2 separate regions of the Mus musculus genome follow, and region 1 is linked to region 2. A link is a contact called in public ChIA-PET data. All regions are on one chromosome and are shown on one strand. The core of a region is the stretch at or near the end of the contact, and the rest is flanking DNA. Distances in the headings are between cores, read along the strand shown.

What was found. ChIA-PET counts read pairs in DNA pulled down with a chosen protein or histone mark.
Region 1: a contact with region 2 is called in an RNA polymerase II ChIA-PET map of memory CD8 T cells, with 10 read pairs. The contact joins the promoter of Tfcp2 here to the promoter of Cox14 in region 2. A contact is called at or near these places in 2 of 115 datasets of contacts at active chromatin or transcription factors (bone marrow-derived macrophages and memory CD8 T cells).

The regions. Positions count from the first base shown.
Region 1 is chr15:100,549,999-100,553,653 of GRCm38.p6, reverse strand. Tfcp2 (transcription factor CP2) reads left to right here and starts at 1,646. Exons shown (of 16, transcript NM_033476.3): 1 at 1,646-1,744; 2 at 2,173-2,329. The coding sequence starts at 2,208.
Region 2 is chr15:99,723,664-99,727,271 of GRCm38.p6, reverse strand. It overlaps Cox14 (cytochrome c oxidase assembly protein 14), which reads right to left and starts at 1,654. Exons shown (of 2, transcript NM_183256.3): 1 at 1,424-1,654. Gpd1 (glycerol-3-phosphate dehydrogenase 1 (soluble)) reads right to left here. Exons shown (of 8, transcript NM_010271.3): 8 at 2,258-3,608. It overlaps Gm16537 (predicted gene 16537), which reads left to right and starts at 2,798. Exons shown (of 3, transcript NR_155353.1): 1 at 2,798-2,955.

The DNA.
Region 1 (3,655 bases), core at 397-2,896, 830 kb before region 2:
TAGATTGTGGGCTAGTCACCAGCTTCCTATTCAGCCCAGGCTGGCCTTGCAAGCACTCATGATCCTTACGCCTCATTTCCTCAGTGCTGGAATTACAGGAATATGCTACAAGGCCGGGCCTTTTACCTGTTCTTCTTTAACACAGCATCTATGGAGCCCTTGTAGACCAGGCTGGCCTTAAACCCCACAGATTCTCCTGTGTCTGCCTCCTAGATTCAGGGATTAAAGATGTAAGCCACCATACCAAGTCATTTCCCTATCTCTCCTGAGGTAGAAACTCAGTGGGAGAAGTAGTTATATACAAATCTAAGTCAAAGCAGACTATAAGGATATTGTGTTGGCATACAGAACGAAGCACACTTCCACAGACAGGGGATGTCTTTGGCCGGCAGAGGCATGTTTATCATGACAATTTAGTTCTAGCCTTACCTTTCTGTTTGGTAAAATAAGTGACATTTACCTTTAGAATTTTTTTTTTTTTAAGATGGGAGGCAGAGGCAGGCAGATCTTTTGACTTCAAGGCCAGTCTGGTGACCTAAGGACCCTAGTGGTATACAGAGTTCCAAGACAGCCCAGGCGACAAAAAGAACCCTGTCTCAACAAACGAGCAAACAATGACTAGAGATGCTAGGTAGACCTGGCTGTTATGGAAATTGCTATGTAGTCTAGACTGTTCTTGAACTTGTGGAGATCCTTCTGCCTCAGCCTACTGAGTGCTAGGTTTTTAGGAACACACAATGCCCTTTTAGGAAGGGATTACAACCCTGTCTTGAGGACTTCTGCAATACTGTTCATAGCATACAGGTATTTTGCCCGTGCTTAATTTTAAAAATGGCCGTAATTAATCCTCAGGAGCAAGGTGGAGGAGGTATGATTTCACCTCCTGCTCCAGGGTCTTCATTATCTAGCCCTGGCTCACCTGGAAATCAGATCTGCCTGCCTCTGTCTCTGGAGTGCTGGGATCAAAGGCATGAACCACTATGCCTGGCTATGGTTGTTCTTGATTTACAGTTTAGTAAATTCAATCTCTTGGAGAATACTCTTAAGTTATCATACTATAAATAAAGATGCCAGCTCTGACTTTGCTCTGCAGATTTTTCCCCAACACTCATTCATCATTGCCTAAAACAAACAAAAACAAAACATCAAAGAACCAACCAAACAGAAACAAAACAACAAGCAAGGTGTAGTGTGCACGCTTTTGATCCTAGCACTCAGGCTGGGGGTGTGGATCTCTCAGTTCTGGGTCAGCTAAAGTTACCTAAAGACCCCGTCTGAACATCAACAAAAACCCCAATAGTTTTCCCTGTTTCCTGCGCGAATGCCTTAGGGAGAAGGGTGAAGATAAGGGAAGGCAAATGGGGAGAGTTTAGGACTGGACACACGGGAACGAAAGTCCCTCCGGGAATGGGAGCGGGAAGCGGAAAGATAGAACCGCAGTTCTGCTCTACTGTCAGGACCGAGAGCCTGCGACCCGGGTTCACGCCTAAGCACTGAGCCCGCCCACTACTCCGGGGGCGGAAGCCTTCGCGTCGATAGCCTATCACCGCTGCGAAGACAGAACCAGTCTCTTCTTCATTGGTAGATGGATGGTGACGTTGCGCCATGGCCGTAGCGGACGTCCTGATTGGTTGGCGCTGGGGGCGGGTTTGCGCTTCGAGTCTGCGCCGAACTTTCGCTGTCCACGCTTCCAGGCGGTCGTGGTGGCTAAGGAGGGTGTGGGGACGGCTCGGAGGAACCCTGGGTTTGTGCTGAGAGCGGAGTGGGGGGGCGGGGAGAAGAATCGGTGACCGGAAGTTATCTGGTTGACCGGAAGCGAGGCCTGAGGGAAAGTGCGGATGCCCGGAGGGAGGAGCTTTCCACCTAGGGGGGCGGAGGGGACGCTCGGAGCGCCCGGTGTCCTGCGCGTCTCCGCTTTGAGGCTGAGCGGAGGACGCCGAGCGACCGACCGGTGGGCTTCAGAGAGCCCGAGTCCGGCTGAGCTCCGGCGGGACCTGGTGCCTCACGATCCCGAGAGCCGAACGGGAGGGATTCCTGTCACCGGGGCTCCCGAGGAGTAGCCAGGGTGCAGCCCGTAGGTCAGGCTTGGGGCGCTGCGCGAGGAGCTGGGTTTGTAGCTGACTTCCACTGTGCTGTCTGCCGGGTAGAGTTACGCTCCGCGCCTTTGTACAGGAGCCGGCGCCTGTTGGGGCAAGGAAGGAGCCGGGATGGCCTGGGCTCTGAAGCTGCCGCTAGCCGACGAAGTGATCGAGTCGGGGCTTGTGCAGGACTTTGATGCTAGCCTGTCCGGCATTGGCCAGGAACTGGGTGCTGGTGCTTATAGTATGAGGTGAGTGAGATGCCTCCCAGACCTTACCTTCTTAATAACAAAGGCAGGATCTTGAAAGGTGGGAGGGCGGCTGTACAGTTTAAGAGAACAGCCTGCAGCTTGGTGGGCAGATTACCCCCCCCCTTACACCTCCCTACCTCCCCCATCCTCTGGTTTGAGTAGTAGTGGTATGGGAGGACAGGAAAGACTCTAGAGTCAACTCTGTAGGGCCCTTGCATCCAGATGGTGTAGGAGACTTGGACACTGACTGTATGCTTGGGTATGTCTGGATTCACGTGAAGAAGGGGCAGTTGAGGGATATCTAAAGAAGTCCGGCAGCTGGGAACTGAGGTTCAAGGTTGACGACTTGTTGGGAAGAGATGGGATACCTTGGACAAGAAGTCCACAGACAGCTGTCTCTTACAACAGACTTGTTTTAAGGTTTTCTTCCAGGGTTCCTGTCTTTGGAAACTTGAGCTGAGAATGTCTAAAAAGTGACAAAGAGGCGCACGCCTTTGATCCCAGCACTCGGGAGGCAGAGGCAGGCGGATTTCTGAGTTCGAGGCCAGCCTGGTCTACAGAGTGAGTTCCAGGACAGCCAGGACTACACAGAGAAACCCTGTCTTGAAAAAACAACAACAACAAAAAAAACCCCAACAACAACAACAAAAAGACAAAAGAAAGACGAGAGTACTAGTGCACAACTGAAATACCAGCACCCAGCACTCAGCAAGAGGGGGATTAGGAGCTCAAGACCATGTTTGGCTACATAGTAAAAAATGGCACCGATAACTTTTTGATGTTCCTAAGCACCTATGCATCAGGCAGAAATATCCTTTTGTTAGGGAAGATGGGTGGGAAACACTGCCCCCCACTGCTGGGAGTTTTCTTCCTCTCAGGAATCACAGCTTAGGGAAAGCTGGAATTTTTTTTATTATTTATTTATTTTTTTGAGACAGGGTTTCTCTATGTAGCCCAGGTTGGCCTGGAACTCAGAGATCTGCCTGCCTCCGCCTCCCAAGCGCTGAGATCAAAGGTGTGAATCACCACAGCCCAGCCTAAAGCTGGATTTTTGACTGTGCCACAGAGAAAGAATTCAGGATAAGTTACTGTGAAGCAGAGTTGGAGTTTATTTAAAGGTCTTCAACAACCATGGGGTCTAAGGCAAAATGAGGTGTGCGCAGGAAAGAAAGGCACACCAGGGAGTGGGGTTCAGGCTTCTCAAAGGGATCATCGCTGTCTTTACAGTAACTATATTTAGTGTTTTTGAAGGCGCCTGAAGTTGTACTTGACAGAATTTTTAAGAAACCTTATAACAGGCCTTGGATCATGCATGGGATTCCTCTT
Region 2 (3,608 bases), core at 405-2,904:
TCAAAACATCTACACCCGAGGTACAGAAGGCCGGAAACAGGTGTATATGATGCGATGCCATCAGAGCTAACACAGGCTCTCCTTATTTGTGCTTAAAAAGTGACCAGCCGGGGCTGGAGAGATGGCTCAGTGGTTAAGAGCACTGACTGCTCTTCCAGAGGTCTTGAGTTCAATTCCCAGCAACCACATGGTGGCTCACAACCATCTGTCATGGGATCCAATGCCCTCTTCTGGTGTGTCTGAAGACAGCTATAGTGTATTCATATACATAAAATCCAGAAATAAATCTCTTTAAAAAAAAAAAGTGACCAGCCCACCCAGACTATACTAGGAATCAAACCTGGGTCCTCTGGAAGAACAGCAAGGCTCTTAACTGCTGAGCCATCTCTCCAGCCTCAGAACCATATTTTAATCAGGCTACTTATTGTGGTAGTGAAATTCTCCCGAGAGAGGACCTGAAGATAGACTTGAGGATGTGTGTGTCTGGGGGATCCTGCCTGTAGAGTGCCAGAGTCACTTCGCCCTGGTGAAAAGCTAATTTCACCTTGTTCACTGATAGAGAAGATTTGAGTATGATTTAAAGTGGGATGTAACTCAGTGTAGCAGGCACAAAGCCAGAGGTTCAGTCCCCAGAACTGCATTAAACAGAGCATGTGGTATATGCTGGAAATCCCAGCACTCAGGATGTGGACATGAGACCCTGTCAAAAACAAAAAACAAAAAAACGGGGGGGGGGTGTGAAACAAAAAGAAGCAAATCCGAGATAACCTCAAAAACAAACAATAAAACCCTGAAGTTAGAAGCCCAGATACAAGGATTAACTTTGGAAATAAAAGAAACTCTTGAGACTGGCAGAAGGTTTTCATCTGATGGGCATCCTTTACAAAACAAATAAGGATCAAAGCCCTAAAACCACCCCAGCTTCTGTCATTTAGCCCTCTTTGGAGAGACTTGGTGTCCGCAGAAAACAACTTCTGACTAACGGAGCCCAGAAAGGTAAGCTATGAACCCCATATTCTGTAGGATCAGAGAAGGTGGTGAGGACCTCAGAGAAATAAGTGGCTTTGAGGGACCGTGAGGAGCTTTGGGGTTGAGGCGAGCAGTTTCAGAAGGGAGGACAGCCAGGCCGCAGTCACACCAGGAAGGCGGTCGGACTATGACAGCCGGGGAGCCAGCAGGGGCTAGCACAGCGCAGGGACTAGGAGCCGCGCGCTCTCAAGGGCACAGGCCGAGGACGCGCGGTGCGGGACACAGGGGAGCGGAGGGGAGCGCGGTGCGGGGCACAGGGGACAGCAGGGACTCGGAACGGGGAGCAGGGGAACAGCGTGAAAAGCGGCGACACGGGGAGCAGGGGGCGCGGTGCGCCGAGCAGGAGAGCGTGGGGGGAGGGCGAGTGCGCTTGGCCGTCCGGCCCGCGGCCTACCTGGAGGCTGCAACTCGGCCGCGTCAGAGCGATGCCTGCTCAGTCTGCCACTCGCAGAGTCGCGCGGCCGCCGCAGGGCAGGAAGAGGCAGTCACCAACGCGCAGCTCCTCAGCCACTGGTGCTCAGCCCCGCTCCGGACCCGACACCCCCTGCGAAAACTCGCCCACTAAAGCGAGAGCCAGCCTTGAACTTCCGGCTTCTACCTCTCTCTTACGCACGCTCAGTCTAGCCTTCCTCTCGGAAAGGCCCATTGAATTCTGGGGGGTGTGGTTCTGGTCCATCAAGAGCGCTCCTTGGAAAACGGGAAAAATTTTAGCTCAGAATTAGCCAATCCGCAGTCTAAGTTCAGTGACGTAAACTGTAGCTAGGTAGATCCTCGGAATTCTCCAGCGATGGGCCTAGCGCCCCCTACCGCCTGGAGCGGCCCTTTACAGGGTGATCCGGAGGAACCGACCTTAGCTGGACCAGCACTAGTGAGGCCACAGAATGGGTGTAGGGGGTGAGTCGGGGGATGGGAGGGTGACTCGCTAATATTTCTGCCTTGTGCGCGACCTCCTCGTAGGCAGGCAACGTGACAGACCCTGTAAGAAGCGCTGGGAAGACTGGCTGACAGCTTGGGTGGAAGAGGGGATACGAAGCACAAAAGGGGACGGGGGTGGGGTGGGGGGGTGGAGGTGGGGGCTGTGAGCAGAGTGGACGCCAATGCCGATTGATGCCCGAGTGTGGCTGCTATTAAACAAGGATGATTTTTTCCACTTCTTGTCTTACATTGAGTAAAACATGCATGCAGTGATACATGACCCCACACACTGCCACATAAACTCCCCCAACTCTTCCAGTTTCTGGAAAAACCACACTTTATTGGGTAGACAAGTGGCCTGACAGAAGACCTCAGATTCACAGTTGACTGACTGAGCAAACATAGGTTAAGGTGTTGGAATCTGTCTGCATCCCGCCCCAGTCTCCCGGGGAACAGCTCTGAATTGAGTCATGCGTGGGAGGGTTCCAGCCCAGTCGGGATCGATGACAGGGCCCCCCCTCTTCCCCTTACCCGACAGCTCTGACCTTCACTAAGACGGAATTCTTAAAGGCTAGGAGCAGAGAGGGACCTGGCACCTTAATGTGTTAGTTTAATATCAAGCTGGCCAGAGCCACGGTGTCCCAGTTGCTGCCACACAGGAAATGGAGACCCCTGGTGGAGAGAGAAACCTCCAGCTATTTATAGCTAGCGCTCCAGGCTGCTGATCTGTGACATTCTCTTGCTGCCACCCAACTTTGGAACAGGGCCAGTGCAAAGCAGTCTCCCATCCCCCTCTGATCTCCCTCACCCCAGGGCAGGCAGTTTTCAATTGTCCTTCCCTCGAGTTCCCCAGCTCCTGAGGTGTGTGGGTCCGATCTCGCGAGGACCTTGTTCTGTTCCGAGGACAGCTGGCCTTGGACTAGGACCCACCAACCCTTGTGGAAACCTACTGAACCTTTGAGCTGCTCCTTAGTTCTAAGCCTACAGATGCCGGGTGGCCTTCCAGGCTGGGTGAGAACGACTTGGGCAAAAGGAAAGGGCAGAGTCAAGAATATGGGCTGACAGCCCTGAGGACGATAAACTATAAATCCTACATTCTGTTAGACGTGAAGTTGGTGGTGACTGCAGAGAGAAGCGGCCTTGTGGGGAGGACCCTGAGAAGAAAGGTCAGCAGTAGGAGGGGCTGGCCGGGGCCGGAGCTCCTGACTGGGGAGGTGGACAAATAGGAAGGTCAGGGGAGCCTGAGCCATCTGAGCCTGCTGTGAAAAGAGTGTAGCTCTGTCAGCAGATTAGATTCCTGCTCCCCAAAGAGGGTGCTGGCAGCTGGGTGCAGGCAAGGGAAAGCTGGGAAAGGTCACACAGGGTGGGGAGGCCCTGACAAAGCTCCAGGAACCAGGAAGTCTCTGGGAAGAATGGAGCGCCCCAGGGCCAGAGATGCCTGTGGAGAGCAACTCTTGTGCCAGAGTAGCCTGGGGGAGGGGGAAGTAGAGGCTTCTGAGGAAGCAAGTGTTGCTAGGAGAAGTTAGAGTGGGGTTGTTTGAGAGCTTTGTATTTTGTTAGCAAACAGTGAGATCGTTGATGTTGTGTGGGGCCTGGCAGAGGTCGGCCAAAGGGTCTCTGGGGTCTGTGTCAGCTCAGGCATCCAGACCCTTCCCTTGGCAGCC